Linked DNA regions of Oryctolagus cuniculus: region 2 is linked to region 1. Evidence: chromatin contacts called from public Hi-C data. All regions are on one chromosome and are shown on one strand. Each heading gives the region's core, a stretch centred on a gene start, on an enhancer-like site or on the middle of the called end of the contact. The rest is flanking DNA. Distances are from core to core; before and after follow the strand shown. Region 1 holds the start of LGR4 (leucine rich repeat containing G protein-coupled receptor 4). Region 2 has its middle 140 kb from the start of BBOX1.

Evidence for each region. Hi-C and Micro-C count contacts between places; a contact is called where the count stands out from the background.
Region 2: a Hi-C map of liver shows a contact between it and region 1, with 9 times the contacts expected there. The contact joins the enhancer-like site here to the promoter of LGR4 in region 1. A contact is called at or near these places in 5 of 6 Hi-C or Micro-C datasets (embryonic fibroblasts, liver, psoas muscle and 2 more).

Annotation. Positions count from the first base shown.
Region 1 is chr1:38,904,353-38,911,994 of mOryCun1.1, forward strand. It overlaps LGR4 (leucine rich repeat containing G protein-coupled receptor 4), which reads left to right and starts at 4,022. Exons shown (of 17, transcript XM_017345627.3): 1 at 4,022-4,727. The coding sequence starts at 4,543. It also overlaps a transcript of LOC103351120 not described here.
Region 2 is chr1:39,224,939-39,231,869 of mOryCun1.1, forward strand. No RefSeq gene overlaps it. Among named protein-coding and RNA genes, the nearest start is that of BBOX1, 140 kb to the right of the region's middle. Within about 2 kb of position 1,338, at least 1 of the 8 cell types and tissues checked has an H3K27ac peak or open chromatin away from gene starts, as enhancers often do.

The sequences.
Region 1 (7,642 bases), core at 2,772-5,271:
TACTATGGCTGATGGGCAGAACTAGTCCAACACCTGTTTTTATTGAGACTCCTTGGAATACAGCCACATCTATTTGTTTCTGTATTACATATGGTTGCTTTCATGCTACAATGGCAGAGTTAAATGATTGCAACAGAGGCCATATGGTTCCACAAAGCTTGAAATATTTACTACCTGGCCTTTACCAGAAAAAGTTTTTTGACCCCTTTATAGAACAATTAAAGCAAATATGAACAATCCAAAAGAAAATAAACAAGTTAAGGAAATGAATAGACAACACATAGCAGAACACACTGGAATGTGCAATAAACACATGAGAAGATGCAGTTGTAGTCAGGGAAATTCAAATTGAAGCCACACTGAGATTGCATTTTGTATACATTAGGTCCACAAATATTTAAGTCTAACAGTATGAGGTATTGGTAAGATTTTTATTTTTTTGCGGAGGGACACATAAATAAGTGCAGTCACTTTTCTGAGCAACTTGGCCAACATCGAATGATGATGAGTGTACACAATCTGTGAGTCAACACTTTCATTCCTGGGCAAGCACATGCAGGTTTATAAAGCAAATAGGCCCATTTTAGAGAAACTCTTACATGTATGAACAAGGCAAGAACAAGCACAGTTGCATTGTTAGAACACAATAGAAATAAACTTAACATTAACCAATAGGATGATTGAGTAAATACTGGGAGTGACGGTTAATTATATGTGTCAACTTGACTGGGGCAAGGAAGCCCAGATATCTGGTAAAATACTACATTTTGGTGAGTGTTCCAGTGTTTCTTGAGATTAGCATTTGAATTTGTAGATTGAATAAAGAAGATGCCCTCATCAGCGTGGGGACATTCATATTCTTCTGCCACAGGACACCAGTGTTCCTGGTTCTTAGGCCTTTAGACCCACATGGGACCTTATACCATTGACTTCCCTGCTTCTCAGGCTTTGGGGTTTGGACTGGAACTAAACCACTGCCTTTCCTGGGACTCTGCCATACAGATGCAGGTAATAGAATTTAGCATCCATAAACACATAAGCCAATTGCTCATGATAAATCTTTAGCTAGCTAGTTATCTATCTATATATGCCTTTGGTTCTGTCCCATGGCAAACTCTAACATACTGGGTGTAATTTAATACTATATAGTAATGAAAATGATTTAATATTGGCCACCTATATCACGACCATGGATAAAGCTCATAGGTTGAATGAACAAAGTTAAAGAACAGGGACTAATATTGTGGCATAGTGGGTAAGTCCTGTTGGCGGTGCCGGCATCCCGTATCAGAATGCTGACTGAGTCCTGTGTGCTCCACTGCTGATCCAGCTTCCTCGTAATGCACCTAGGAAGGCAGCAGGGAATGGCTCAAGTATTTGGGCTCCTTGCTACCCACATGGAAGGTTCAGATGGAGTTCCTGGTTCCTGGCTTCAAACTGACCCAGACCTAGCTATTGTAGCCATTTTGGGGATGAAAGATCTGTCTCTCTCTGCCTTTCAAATGAATAAGTAAATAAAGTCACAGGACAGTCTTGAATGGTATTTTTTATATATGTAAAATAATACTATATATTATTTAGGAATACGTATGAAAATAGGTATGGGAAATAATTATGAAGTAAAGTATTTCTCAGGGAGAGGAAAAAGGAAAACAATATGATTAGGGAGGGGTACAAAAGGAGTTTCAACCACAGTTTCTTGTTTTTTAAATATTTATTTTACTTATTTGAAAGGCAGAGTTAGAGAGGAGAGAGAGAAAGAAACAGAAAGAGATCTTCCACTTACTGGTTCACTCCCCAGATGGCTGCAACAGTATTATTTTTAATGCTAGCACACATAATATAGCAACTATAAGAAACAGGAACACTTTTGGAGACAGCATTGTGTCGTAGCAGGTAAAGCAACTACCTGCGATGCCAGCATCCCACAGGAGCACTGGTGAATCCTGGCTGCTCCACTTAGGATCCAGGTCCCTGCTAATGCACCTGGGAAAGCAGTGGAGGATGACCCAAACACTGTACCCACCTGAGAGACCTGGATGAAGCTCCTGGCTCCTGGCTTTGGCCTGGCCAAGTCCAGACCCTTGAGACATTTGGGGAGCGAACCAGGGGATGGAAGACCTCTCTGTCTCTGCTTCTCTCTGTAACTCTGCCTTTCAAATAAAATAAATCTTAAAAAAAAAAAAAAAAAAAAAAAAACTAACACTTTAGTAGACTTTACATTCTTTCTTCTTTATCTAAGACAACAGTTCCTGATCTTTTGTTTCGCGCAAGCTGCAAATTTGAACCCTCCTTTCTTATAGGAATTCATCTGAAAGACAATAAGGAATTTCTTCAACAAAATTTAGATTTCTCCTTTCTTCAAAATCTGAATCTCTTCTTTACTTAAGTTGCCAGCTATAAGATTTTATTCCTTGAAAGCAAAGAATAAAGTTCTTCACGTGTGGCTCATGAGCCTCCTATATCCTTCTCAGTTGATGTGCAGCAAAATGTTGATTCCTGGCTCTTAGGCAGGCCTACCAAATCAATCTGTATCTTAGATCAAGCTTTACATGAGTTTCTTATGCTCATACCTTGAAAGAAATGAATTATTTGGAAGATGCATAATTACTTACTACAGTTTATACTTGTCAGACAGCAGAAGAGAGTGATATACATAGCAAGCGAAACTGTCGTCTTTCAGTGTTCAAAAAGAAAGATCTTAACAGCATCAGTTAGAGAGAAACTAACTTTGTCTCCTCACTTCACTCACCCATGAAATTTGCTAGGAACTAATAGAAATGACTTAGTGGAAGCCGGTATAAGGAATGCTCCCAGATAAGGAGCAGGGCACCCAGTTGTTCTGTGATAATCGTAGGCAGAGCACACTATCTGAGAGCCCAGATCTCTTATCTGTGGAACCAGAGTGTTGTCCACCTGCCTTCAAGTTCTCTTTCAGAAGAAACTGGAAGTGAAGGCATGTCTTCATCTATTGACTTTCTATCTTGACTCTCTATAAACTTACAGTAGTCATGTGCCCAACCTCACATTATTTTTAAGGTAAACTCCTGAATATGCTGGTGATGGAAATAGTTCTCTTTAAACTCCTAGGTCTGCCTCACCAGATGACTGTCTAGGAGAGTGACATTTTAAAACTTTTCTTGCCGTGTTCATAAAACATGTCTACAATATAGGAAATGCTACTCAAAGGCATAGCAGAACACAGGAAAAGAGGACCCCATAAAGCAATATTTGGGAGAGATAATGACTCTGTGTTTGGTGGGCCACCAGGACTCAAGGTCCAACAAAGCAGAGACCTCTGATAATTACCGAACAACAAGGTTGTCACCGGCTTCTCAAGGGTAAAAACTTAGCGCTCAGTTTTGTTGTCTGGAGAATTTGTCCCTTGCTCAGAAACATCACCTCCTTTGACCCTTGCAACACTCCCGTGTTTAACGATTTTAAAGGAGTCTGCTTTGCATCGTGGATGATTGGTTGCTAAGATTTAGGCTACCAAGTGTACATCGAGATAGGTGTAAAGAACCTGGGGAAGTGCCGTGTTTTAATTTAGGGTATAACTAAGCCCCCAAGCTTTGTGTCAGATGAAGGGAAACGTTTTCCCTCCTCTTCAAAATCTTTTTTCCGTTTGCACAGCTCCCAGTGTCCTCGCCCTTTGGAACAGAGGAGAGTCATTTGAAACTTAACTGAATGCTGCAGGCAAGTTCTACTTTTCAGGTCATCCAATTTAAGAGATCTAATTTCTGCAGAGGGAAGAAAAAGAGGAGGTGGGGGAGGGAAAGAACAGAATCCTTGTCTTCCGATCTTCCTACCTTCAATCCACAACCTGCCACGCAAATCGAGCCAACTCAGGGATTTTTGCCTTCAACCACTACCACCACCACTACCTTGTCACTCACGCCCGAGACACACGCCCCTCTGGTCCCACTCTCGGCCAATGGCGGCTCCCCTCCCTGCATAGTAATGAGCTCGAGACCTTCCCGGGCCAATGGCGCTCCGGGAGAAGGGTTAGTTTTGCATGTACCTAAATGATTTGCATAACCCAGCGGCCGGGGGCTTGGGAACCGGAGCGTGCAACCCTAGAAGGGAAAAGGACGGGAAGAGCTGGAGCCGCGGCGGGGAGAGAGCGAGAAGAGTCTGGGTGTTTGTACGCGAGCCGAGGCGGGGGCTGGGACGAGGGGCCGGCATGGCTGAAGGCTGCGCTCCGCAACCTTGAAGAGCGGCAAGGCCGGGGCAAGCAGGCGGGTGCGATGGCAGCGCGCGGCCCCCGCAGCTGCGCCGGGCCGGGCGGGCTGGCCTGAGCCGCCAGAGGAGCGGGGCTGCCTCTGCGCTTCCATGGAGCAGCGGGAAGGGCGAAACTCCGGAGCGCCGCGTCCCTGCGCTGCTGCGGCTGGCTGGTGAAGGCGCCGAGCCCGCGCGAATTGCCGAGGGAGAGAGCCCCCGCGCCAGCCCGCAGGCCGGCTGCCCGGGAGCGCCGGGGGGGCGTCGGAGGGCGGCCGAGCGAGCGGCGCCCGGGAGAGGCCGGCGCGGGAGGCGGCTGCAGCAATGCCGGGCCCGCTGGGGCTGCTCTGCTTCCTCGCCCTGGGGCTGCTCGGCTCGGCCGGGCCCAGCGGCGCGGCGCCGCCTCTCTGCGCGGCGCCCTGCAGCTGCGACGGCGACCGTCGGGTGGACTGCTCCGGGAAGGGGCTGACGGCCGTGCCCGAGGGGCTCAGCGCCTTCACCCAAGCGCTGTGAGTGCGGGCGACTGGGGCGCGAGAGGGAGGCTTTGCGGGGGCCGCTGCGGGATCCGGGCCGGCCGTGCCTGTCTGCCAACCCCCAGCGCCCTAGGGACTGGGGGGCGCCGCCACCTGTGTGGGGGTGCTGGCCACTCTCTCCAGTTCTGCGTGCGTGCTTTCCAAACTTTGCGGGTGCGGTGCGAGCCGCGAGCAGCTCTCTTGCCCAGCCTTTTCCGGCTCAGTCAGCCCCCCTACACACACACACACACACACACACACACACACACACACACACACACACACACACACACCCCACACTCAGGTGTGTCTGGGGCCAAGGCGGCATCTGGAGACGCTTGTCCCTGGCAACCTGCTCTCGCGGGTTCCTGCTCAGCAGGGTAGGTCTCGCCACTGGTGGGGGGCCAGGGCGCCGAGAACTTGGCCTGAGTGCACACCGAGGCACGTTTTCTGGGGACTCACCTGGGGACTCCCGGGCTCCGGCACGTGTGGAGAAAAAAACACCTGCATCGCAGTCCGCGCCAGTCTCCTTTCAGTTTGGCCCCATCCACGGAGTGCGACCTGGCACCTCGGCCCGGCTCCACTCCCGGGCTCACCCACAAAGATCCAGGGTTCTGGAGCACGCAGGGAGGCCAGGAGCCAAGAACGGGGAAATGACAGGCTTGTGCTGGTGAAAATACGCCTGTCCCCAGAGAGGCCTGTCCGAAGGAATGCTGACCCCAGGTGCAGGGTGTTGGGAGAGAAAGCCCGGGAGCATGTGTTCAGCCGCTGCGCGCACTGCAGGCGCCAGGTTTCTGCTGCACCCAACCAGCAAAAACTTCTCTGAAGCTGCTTGTGTTCCGGGGAGTCACTCAAAAGGCTCGGCCACTCGAGTGCTCCCTCCTCCAACGGGAACCTGAGCGCTTAGAGGTTTCCCTCCGAAAAGAATCTGACATAGGTGCTGGAGGTGGTGTTGGCAGATGCCGCCGATAGAGGAAGAATAGGGTGAGGGAGTGCAGGGCTTGTGTGCTCTTGTTCTTGTGTTGTGTGGCCAGTGCAGCGATTACATCAGGAGCTGGGACAGGACTGTTTGCAAGAGGAAGGGAGTCAGGGAGGCCCATGGGTAAAGGGAATTTCCTTTTCCCTTATTGCTACCGAAAGGGACCTCTTAGAAATAGACAGTCTCATTAAAAGCAGTAACAGCCCTGTGAAGAAATCCTTTCTATGCAGGCCAGGCTGTAGCTCCAGGTGGGTGGTGGCCAGGTGTTCTGCTTGCCCTCCCCGGGTGGCATTTTAGGCAGCATGGAGGCCTGTGGCCTTGGAATCTGTTTCGGTCCCCCCCTTCAGGTGTTAGGCATTTGAAGCCATTTTCCTTCAGCATGGTGAACTTTAACTTTCTCTCTCTCTCTCTCTCTCTCTCACACACACACACACACACACACACACACGTTAGCTTTGCAGTAAAGAGCATTTTGTTCACAAAGGGTCATTAAGTGACAATGAGGTGAGGGACTAGAAGATAGAGCCCCCCCACCTCAAAATCTTCTAGAAACATTTAGGGAATTGGTGCCAAGAGAGAGAGGTGCCTTTACCTGAACCTCTTTCAAGGCTCTCATATAATAGAGAAGCAGGATTTGAGTGTTTTGACTAGTGAGACCTTGTTTAGCAGCTTCCTTGAAATTTAGTAAACAGACTTACCTTGCCATATGAGGAAAAGAGCTTTCTTTATATTAGTACCTAAAACTGCAAAGAAATAGCACATTTTTGTGAGTGCATGCTCCTCCCTCTAGAGCACCAAGACAACTTCCTATGAGAACTCAGAAAGGGAGTGCTGTGCTGTATCTCCAACTCTGAGCTTCACGAAAGTTACTGCGAACAGATAGACACCAGTCCAGATGAGATTGCCTAGACCAGCATCAAGGCAGGCGGCACTTCCTGAGTTGCAGTGGTGAGCAAATGCGCTGTTTTCTTTGATTTGTGACCCAGAGGTAGCATGACAGTACATACCAGCCACTCCTTACTTCATCCTAATACTCCTCATCTCACCCTCAAAAGTATAAATTCCATGAGCAGCCTGCTTAAGAGTTTTCAAGGGCTGTCTGCTTGTATTTTACTCATGAGGAAACCAGTTAGTGTAGTGATTCTCCAAGCCGTGTCTGAGAAGGGGCAGGTGCTGCAGGTGTGCACACTCCAGTGGATCTTACACGATAGCTTGGCACCACCTGGAGTCTCTTTCCAAGGACGTCCAGGCTGCTCTTCCATCACAGCTGTAGTGAGTGAGCCACTGATACCAAGAAACTAATTCTCTGAGCCCTAACTTTTGATTCCCTGGTCTTCATTTCTGCAGCATATGCACCAAAGCGTGTTTAGTTAACCATAAAATTCAACATAAAAATAGAAATTAAAAAGTCAAAACTATAATTATTAATCTAAGTTCCTTATGCATCAAGGACTTGTTCATTGGTAGCACTTTCACTTCTCCATCCTACGTTGGATACCTGGGACTAACAGAGAACAGGGATTTTATTTTACGCAATTTGGAGTCCACACAGCTAGTACCCAGCAGGCATTTACAAAGCTGGAGTGAGTGAGTAAGTACGTAAGGCTTTACACTGAGGAGCAGAACTGGGATTTGGAACTCAGACACCATTCCCATGAAGGGCTGTCAAATCCAGCCTCCTCAGCACTCAGCCTTTTGTCCAGATTTGAGAAGGCCTCAGAGAGAGGGATACCTGCTTCTCCTTTAGGCTCGTTTAAACTTGTTCAGTCTAACCGTGCCTGTTACCTGCTGAAAGCTGCCTTCCCTGAGTCTGGGGACAGACTCAGATGTAATCCTCAGTGTTCTTGATGGGATTCCCACATTCACACCATTTGCTGCACCTGTAGGAATTATCTATGTTTTTGAACAGCAGTTTTCAATCTTATGTCACAAT
Region 2 (6,931 bases), core at 88-2,587, 320 kb after region 1:
CCCAAAACCAGCAGTCAGGAACTTCCTCTGGGTTTCCCCCGTGAGTGCAAGCGTCCAAGCACTTGAGCCATCCTTCACCGCTTTCCCAGGTGCGCTAGCAGGGAGCTGGATTGGAAGTAGAGCAGTCAGAACTTGAACCAGTGCCCACAGGGGATGTTGGTGTTGCAGGTGTAGGCTTAACTCACTATGCCACAATGCTGTCCCCATGAGTTCATTAATATTTTGATAGTGATTCTCTTCTGTTACGTTGATTTTTTGTTTGACTCAAGTCACACAGAGCCACCTGATTTGAGGATATAATTCATTTGCCATTAAAATTACACAAATATTCATTTTTGTTTTTAGAAAATGAAATTGTAAAGATGGAGGCTATTTTCTAGTTATTTTCCCCTGGCTCCTATTTTATAGTTTCCCAATGATGGAATCTATTATGAAACAGGATTTCTTAGAAAATAAGGCAGGCTTCTTTTCTCCCTGGGAGTTGCTATATGAGCTGGTAACTGCTTCTTCAGACCTTTCTGATCAGGTAATGAGACATTTTCCAACTCAGAGAATGTCATAATTCAGTGGAAGTGATCATGAGTTTAGTTCATATCCTCAGGATACTTTTTGTGGCATTTGGTCCGAAATGTGCTGTGCATTGGTAATTTGGGAGCCAAAATATTCGAAGTCATGGAAACTGAAACCGAGAGCCTCTTTGAACTTGATTATGGTCTGTAGCATGGGAGAAGGCCATGGTGAGCTCTTGTGCATGAGGCTTCTTTGTACCCTCTCAGCCAGCCTTTTCTCCTCTCCCAGCACTTGCCCTGCACTGCCTCCAGCAAGAACAGGGCCCAGATGCTGTGTGGTTCTCCCACAGGGATAACCCGTGGCCTTCCTGTGCCACAGAAGCCTACCCAGGGTGAACAACAGGCCTGGAATGAATTCATTTATTAAGAAGGCTGGTGGGAAGTTGTAAACACAGCTGCTGACTGCTGGCTCTGCAGACCTGTCTGCATATGGCAAGTGAAGCAATACTGGGTGGTAACACAGCCTCATTGTCTGGGGTTTCCTTAACTGAACTTCATAGAATTCCCTTGGCAGGGCAGCCAACAGCAACATGGCAGTCTCTCCAGAGATACCCAGAGGCAGGATTCCTTTCGCCTGGTGTTTCTATCCACGGAGCCCATCTGATGATGACAGAGAGCCTTGGAGAAGGGGCAGGAGGAAGAAATAGTAACTTATTTAATAAGAGGACATGTTTTCCAGTGATTGAACACTTTTGTTTTTGCTGAGTTCCCAGTGGAGACAGCAGTTAAGCTTGTCAGCTGTCTTAGTAGTATTTGCTTATGCTTCTCCCCAAACTGGGCCTTGGCAGTTTTCTTCCTGGGAGAGACACATTCACACCTTAAGCAGATGAAATTGTCTGAAATGCAAGGTAGAAACTTACTTTCCAGAGATCCAGAGTCTAGAAAGTATTTCTCTATTTGCCTTTTCATATGAGCCCAAGCTTCGCCAGTCCCTATTTATAGATGAAGAAATGAAAGTTCAGAGAAGTTAAACAGTTTGCAGAAGGTTGAATGACAAGCCAAGTGGCAGGGCAAAACTTGCATGGAATCTTTACATCTCTGGAACGTGTGCTCAGTCCATGGCACCCTAAAAGCCACACCAGCTCGTCTGAGACAAGCAGGCACTCAGGTACTTGTTAGGGTGCTGGAACCCCAGGAGGCTTCTGGAACTAAAGCTCAGGCTTGCCGACCAACATTTCCTGCATCAATATTTGGATCAACACTCAAAGCTTGCTGACAGTGCGCTCTAGTAGCAGAAAAGGAAACACATGAGGCAGACTGTTTGTAAGGAAAAATGGGAGGAAAACAAGTGAGCTCACAGGCTGCCTGAAGATGATGGTGCTTTGATGAACACCTTCCTGCTCTAGGCAAAGTGTTTTACTTCATGCTTCAGAAGGCTTACAAAGTGTCCAGTGCTTTTGGAGTTTCTAAGGCTGGATTCTTTGAAGAATTCAACTTGACCAATATGCCCACTATGTTTCCGTGGTTTGCAAAGTACCATGGTAGAAGCTGCAGGTGGGGGTATCAGAAATGACTAAACCAGACCCTTGCTTTTGAGTTGCTCCCAGTCTTGTAGGAAACACTGACTGGTTGTAAACAGCTTTTTGCAACATGAGGCAGAGGAAGTAAGTGCCATAACCGAATGAATAATTGAGTGCTCTGTGAGCCGGAGGAGGGAAAACTCATTCCAGCAGAGATAATGGAAGACTTGAGGTGGAGGAGGGATTTGTGGCAGGCCTTGAAGGACAGCAGGATTTAGCTAGAAGAAATCAGGGGAAGAGTATTCTGGGCTCAGAGCCCAGAAGAGCAGGGGTTTATTTTCCATGTTCTATGTCACTCACCAGGGGATGACTGGGGAGGTGGAGAGGGGAGGGCGAGAGGGAGGTGAAGGACCTGGGAATAGCTGGGAGCAGAAGGAATGAGGCATAGAAAAAGGAAAGGGAGCCACTGAGGAGGGGTATTTTAACCCTTTTATGTTCAGGGACCTGGAAAAGGTTAGCCCTATCCCACCAGTCAATTCTCCTCCCATTGTCAAGGAAGGGAAGCTAAATGGGAATTTAGTTAGCTCTGTAAGATTCAGTAACCCTCAATGCACCGTTCTGGGGTAAAACATTGGCTTAATCTTGAAAAGTAAGTTGAGCTGACCATAAAGGAATGAAGTTGGAAATGAACAACTCAGGAATCCCTAGAGCATACGCAAACACATGGAGATTGAACAACATGCTCCTGAATGAACAATGGGTCATAGAAGAAATCAAAAGAGAAATCAAAAACTTTCTGGAAGTAAATGAGGATAACAGCACAACATACCAAAACTTATGGGACGCAGCAAAAGCAGTGTTAAGAGGAAAGTTTATATCAATAGGTGCCTACATCAAGAAATTGGAAAGGCACCAAATAGATGAGCTTTCTATTCACCTCAAGGATCTAGAAAACCTACAGCAAACCAGACCCAAATCTAGTAGGAGAAGAGAAATAATTAAAATCAGAGAAGAAATCAACAGGATTGAATCAAGAAAAACATTACAAAAAATCAGCCAAACGAGGAGCTGGTTTTTTGAAAAAATAAACAAAATTGACACCCCATTGGCCCAACTAACTAAAAAAAGAAGAGAAAAGACCCAAATCAATAAAATCAGAGATGAAAAAGGAAATGTAACAACAGACACCACAGAAATAAAAAGAATCATCAGAAATTACTACAAGGACTTGTATGCCAGCAAACAGGGAAACCTATCAGAAATGGATAGATTCCTGGACACATGCAACCTACCTAAATTGAACCAGGAAGACATCGAAAACCTAAACAGACCCATAACTGAGACAGAAATTGAAACAGTAATAAAGGCCCTCCCAACAAAGAAAAGCCCAGGACCAGATGGATTCACTGCTGAATTCTACCAGACATTTAAAGAAGAACTAACTCCAATTCTTCTCAAACTATTCAGAACAATTGAAGAAGAGGGAATCCTCCCAAATTCTTTCTATGAAGCCAGCATCACCTTAATTCCTAAGCCGGGAAAAGATGCAGCACTGAAAGAGAATTACAGACCAATATCCCTGATGAACATAGATGCAAAAATCCTCAATAAAATTCTCGCCAATAGAATTCAACAACACATCAGAAAGATCATCCACCCAGACCAAGTGGGATTTATCCCTGGTATGCAGGGATGGTTTAATGTGCGCAAGACAATCAATGTGATACACCACATTAACAGACTGCAGAAGAAAAACCATATGATTCTCTCAATAGATGCCGAGAAAGCATTTGATAAAATACAACACCCGTTCATGATGAAAACTCTAAGCAAACTGGGTTTGGAAGGAACATTCCTCAATACAATCAAAGCAATCTATGAAAAACCCACAGCCAACATCCTATTGAATGGGGAAAAGTTGGAAGCATTTCCACTGAGATCTGGGACCAGACAGGGATGTCCACTCTCACCACTGCTATTCAATATAGTTCTGGAGGTTCTAGCCAGAGCTATTAGGCAAGAAAAAGAAATTAAAGGGATACAAATTGGGAAGGAAGAACTCAAACTATCCCTCTTTGCAGATGACATGATTCTTTATTTAGGGGACCCAAAGAACTCTACCAAGAGACTATTGGAACTCATAGAAGAGTTTGGCAAAGTAGCAGGGTATAAAATCAATGCACAAAAATCAACAGCCTTTGTATACACAGGCAATGCCATGGCTGAGGAAGAACTTCTAAGATCAATCCCATTCACAATAGCTACAAAAACAATCAAATACCTTGGAATAAACTTAACCAAGGACGTTAAAGATCTCTACGATGAAAATTACAAAACCTTAAAGAAAGAAATAGAAGAGGATACCAAGAAATGGAAAAATCTTCCATGCTCATGGATTGGAAGAATCAATATCATCAAAATGTCCATTCTCCCAAAAGCAATTTATAGATTCAATGCAATACCAATCAAGATACCGAAGACCTTCTTCTCAGATCTGGAAAAATTGGTGCTGAAATTTATATGGAGGCACAAGAGACCTCGAATAGCTAAAGCAATCTTGTACAACAAAAACAAAGCCGGAGGCATCATAATACCAGATTTCAGGACATACTACAGGGCAGTTGTAATCAAAACAGCATGGTACTGGTACAGAAACAGAAGGATAGACCAATGGAACAGAATTGAAATACCAGAAATCAACCCAAACATCTACAGCCAACTTATATTTGATCAAGGATCTAAAACTAATTCCTTGAGCAAGGACAGTCTATTCAATAAATGGTGCTGGGAAAATTGGATTTCCACATGCAGAATCATGAAGCAAGACCCCTACCTTACACCTTACACAAAAATCCACTCAACATGGATTAAAGACCTAAATCTACGACCTGACACCATCAAGTTACTAGAGAACATTGGAGAAACCCTTCAAGATATTGGCACGGCAAAGAGTTTCTGGAAAAGACCCGGGAGGCACAGGCAGTCAAAGCCAAAATTAACTATTGGGATTGCATCAAATTGAGAAGTTTCTGTACTGCAAAAGAAACAGTCAGGAGAGTGAAGAGACAACCGTCAGAATGGGAAAAAATATTTGCAAACTATGCAACAGATAAAGGGTTAATAACCAGAATCTACAAAGAGATCAAGAAACTCCACAAAAACAAAACCAACAACCCAATTAAGAGATGGGCCAAGGACCTCAATAGACATTTTTCAAAAGAGGAAATCCAAATGGCCAACAGGCACATGAAAAAATGTTCAAGGTCATTAGCAATCAGAGAAATGCAAATCAAAACCACAATGAGGTTCCACCTCACCCCGGTTAGAATGGCTCACATTCAGAAATCTACCAACAACAGATGCTGGCGAGCATACGGGGAAAAAGGGACACTAACCCACTGTTGGTGGGAATGCAAACTGGTCAAGCCACTATGGAAATCAGTCTGGAGATTCCTCAGAAACCTGAAGATAACCCTACCGTTCGACCCAGCCATCCCACTCCTTGGAATTTACCCAAAGGAATTTAAATTGGCAAACAAAAAAGCGGTCTGCAGCCTAATGTTTATTGCAGCACAATTCACAATAGCTAAGACCTGGAACCAACCTAAATGCCCATCAACGGTAGACTGGATAAAGAAATTATGGGATATGTACTCTTTAGAATACTATACTGCAGTAAGAAACAACGAAATCCAGTCATTTGCAACAAAATGGAGGAATCTGGAACACATCATGCTGAGTGAAATAAGCCAGTCCCAAAGGGACAAATACCATATGTTCTCCCTGATCGGTGACAACTGACTGAACACCAAAAAGGAAACTTGTTGAAGTGAAAGGGACACTATGGGAAACGGTGACTTGATCAGCATAGCCCTGACTGTTAATGAACAACTTAATACATTATCCCTCTTAGTAGTTTTTTTGTCTGTTCTACTTAATATGACTGATTTAATTCTGTAATTAATACACAGTTATTCTTAAGTGTTGAAATTTAACTGAAATGTGATCCCTGTTAAACATAAGAATAGGAATAAGAGAGGGAAGAGATATATAATTTGGGACATGCTCAAGCTGACTTGCCCCAAATGGTAGAGTTAGAAGCATACCAGGGGACTCCAATTTAATCCCATCAAGGTGGCATGTACCAATGCCATCTCACTAGTCCAAGTGATCAATTTCAGTTCGCAATTGATCATAATGAAAGGACTAAGAGTCAAAGGGAGCACATAAGCAAGTCTAGTACCTGCTAACACTAACCGATAGAATAAATAAAGGGGAGAGTGATCCAACATGGGAAGTGAGATACTCAGCAGACTCATAGAATGGCAGATGCCCTAAATAGCACTCTGGCCTCAGAATCAGCCCTAAAGGCATTCAGATCTGGCTGAAAAGCCCATGAGAGTATTTCAGGCATGGAAAGCCAAGACACTCTGGCAAAAGATCTCTGTGAGTGAGATCTCAGTGGAAAGAACAGGTCTTCAAAGAAGGAGGTACCTTTCTCTGAAGGGAGGAGAGAACCTCCACTTTGACTATGACCTTGTCTAAACAAGATAAGAGTCGGAGAACTCAAGGGGCTTCCATAGCCTTGGAAACTCATGACTGGAGCATAGGGAGATTACTGATGCCATAGACAGGAGTGTCAATTGGTAAAGTCAACAACAGGAGTCACTGTGCACTTACTCCTCATGTAGGATCTCTGTCCTTAATGTGCTGTGCATTGAGATTTAATGCTATAACGAGTACTCAAATAATATATTTCACTTTGTGTTTCTATGGGGGTGCAAACTGTTGAAATCTTTACTTAATGCATACTATACTGATCCTCTGTAAAAAAAAAAAAAAAAAAAAAAAAGAAAAGAAAAGAAACTATCAACTCCCAACTTGACTCTCACTGGGATTAAA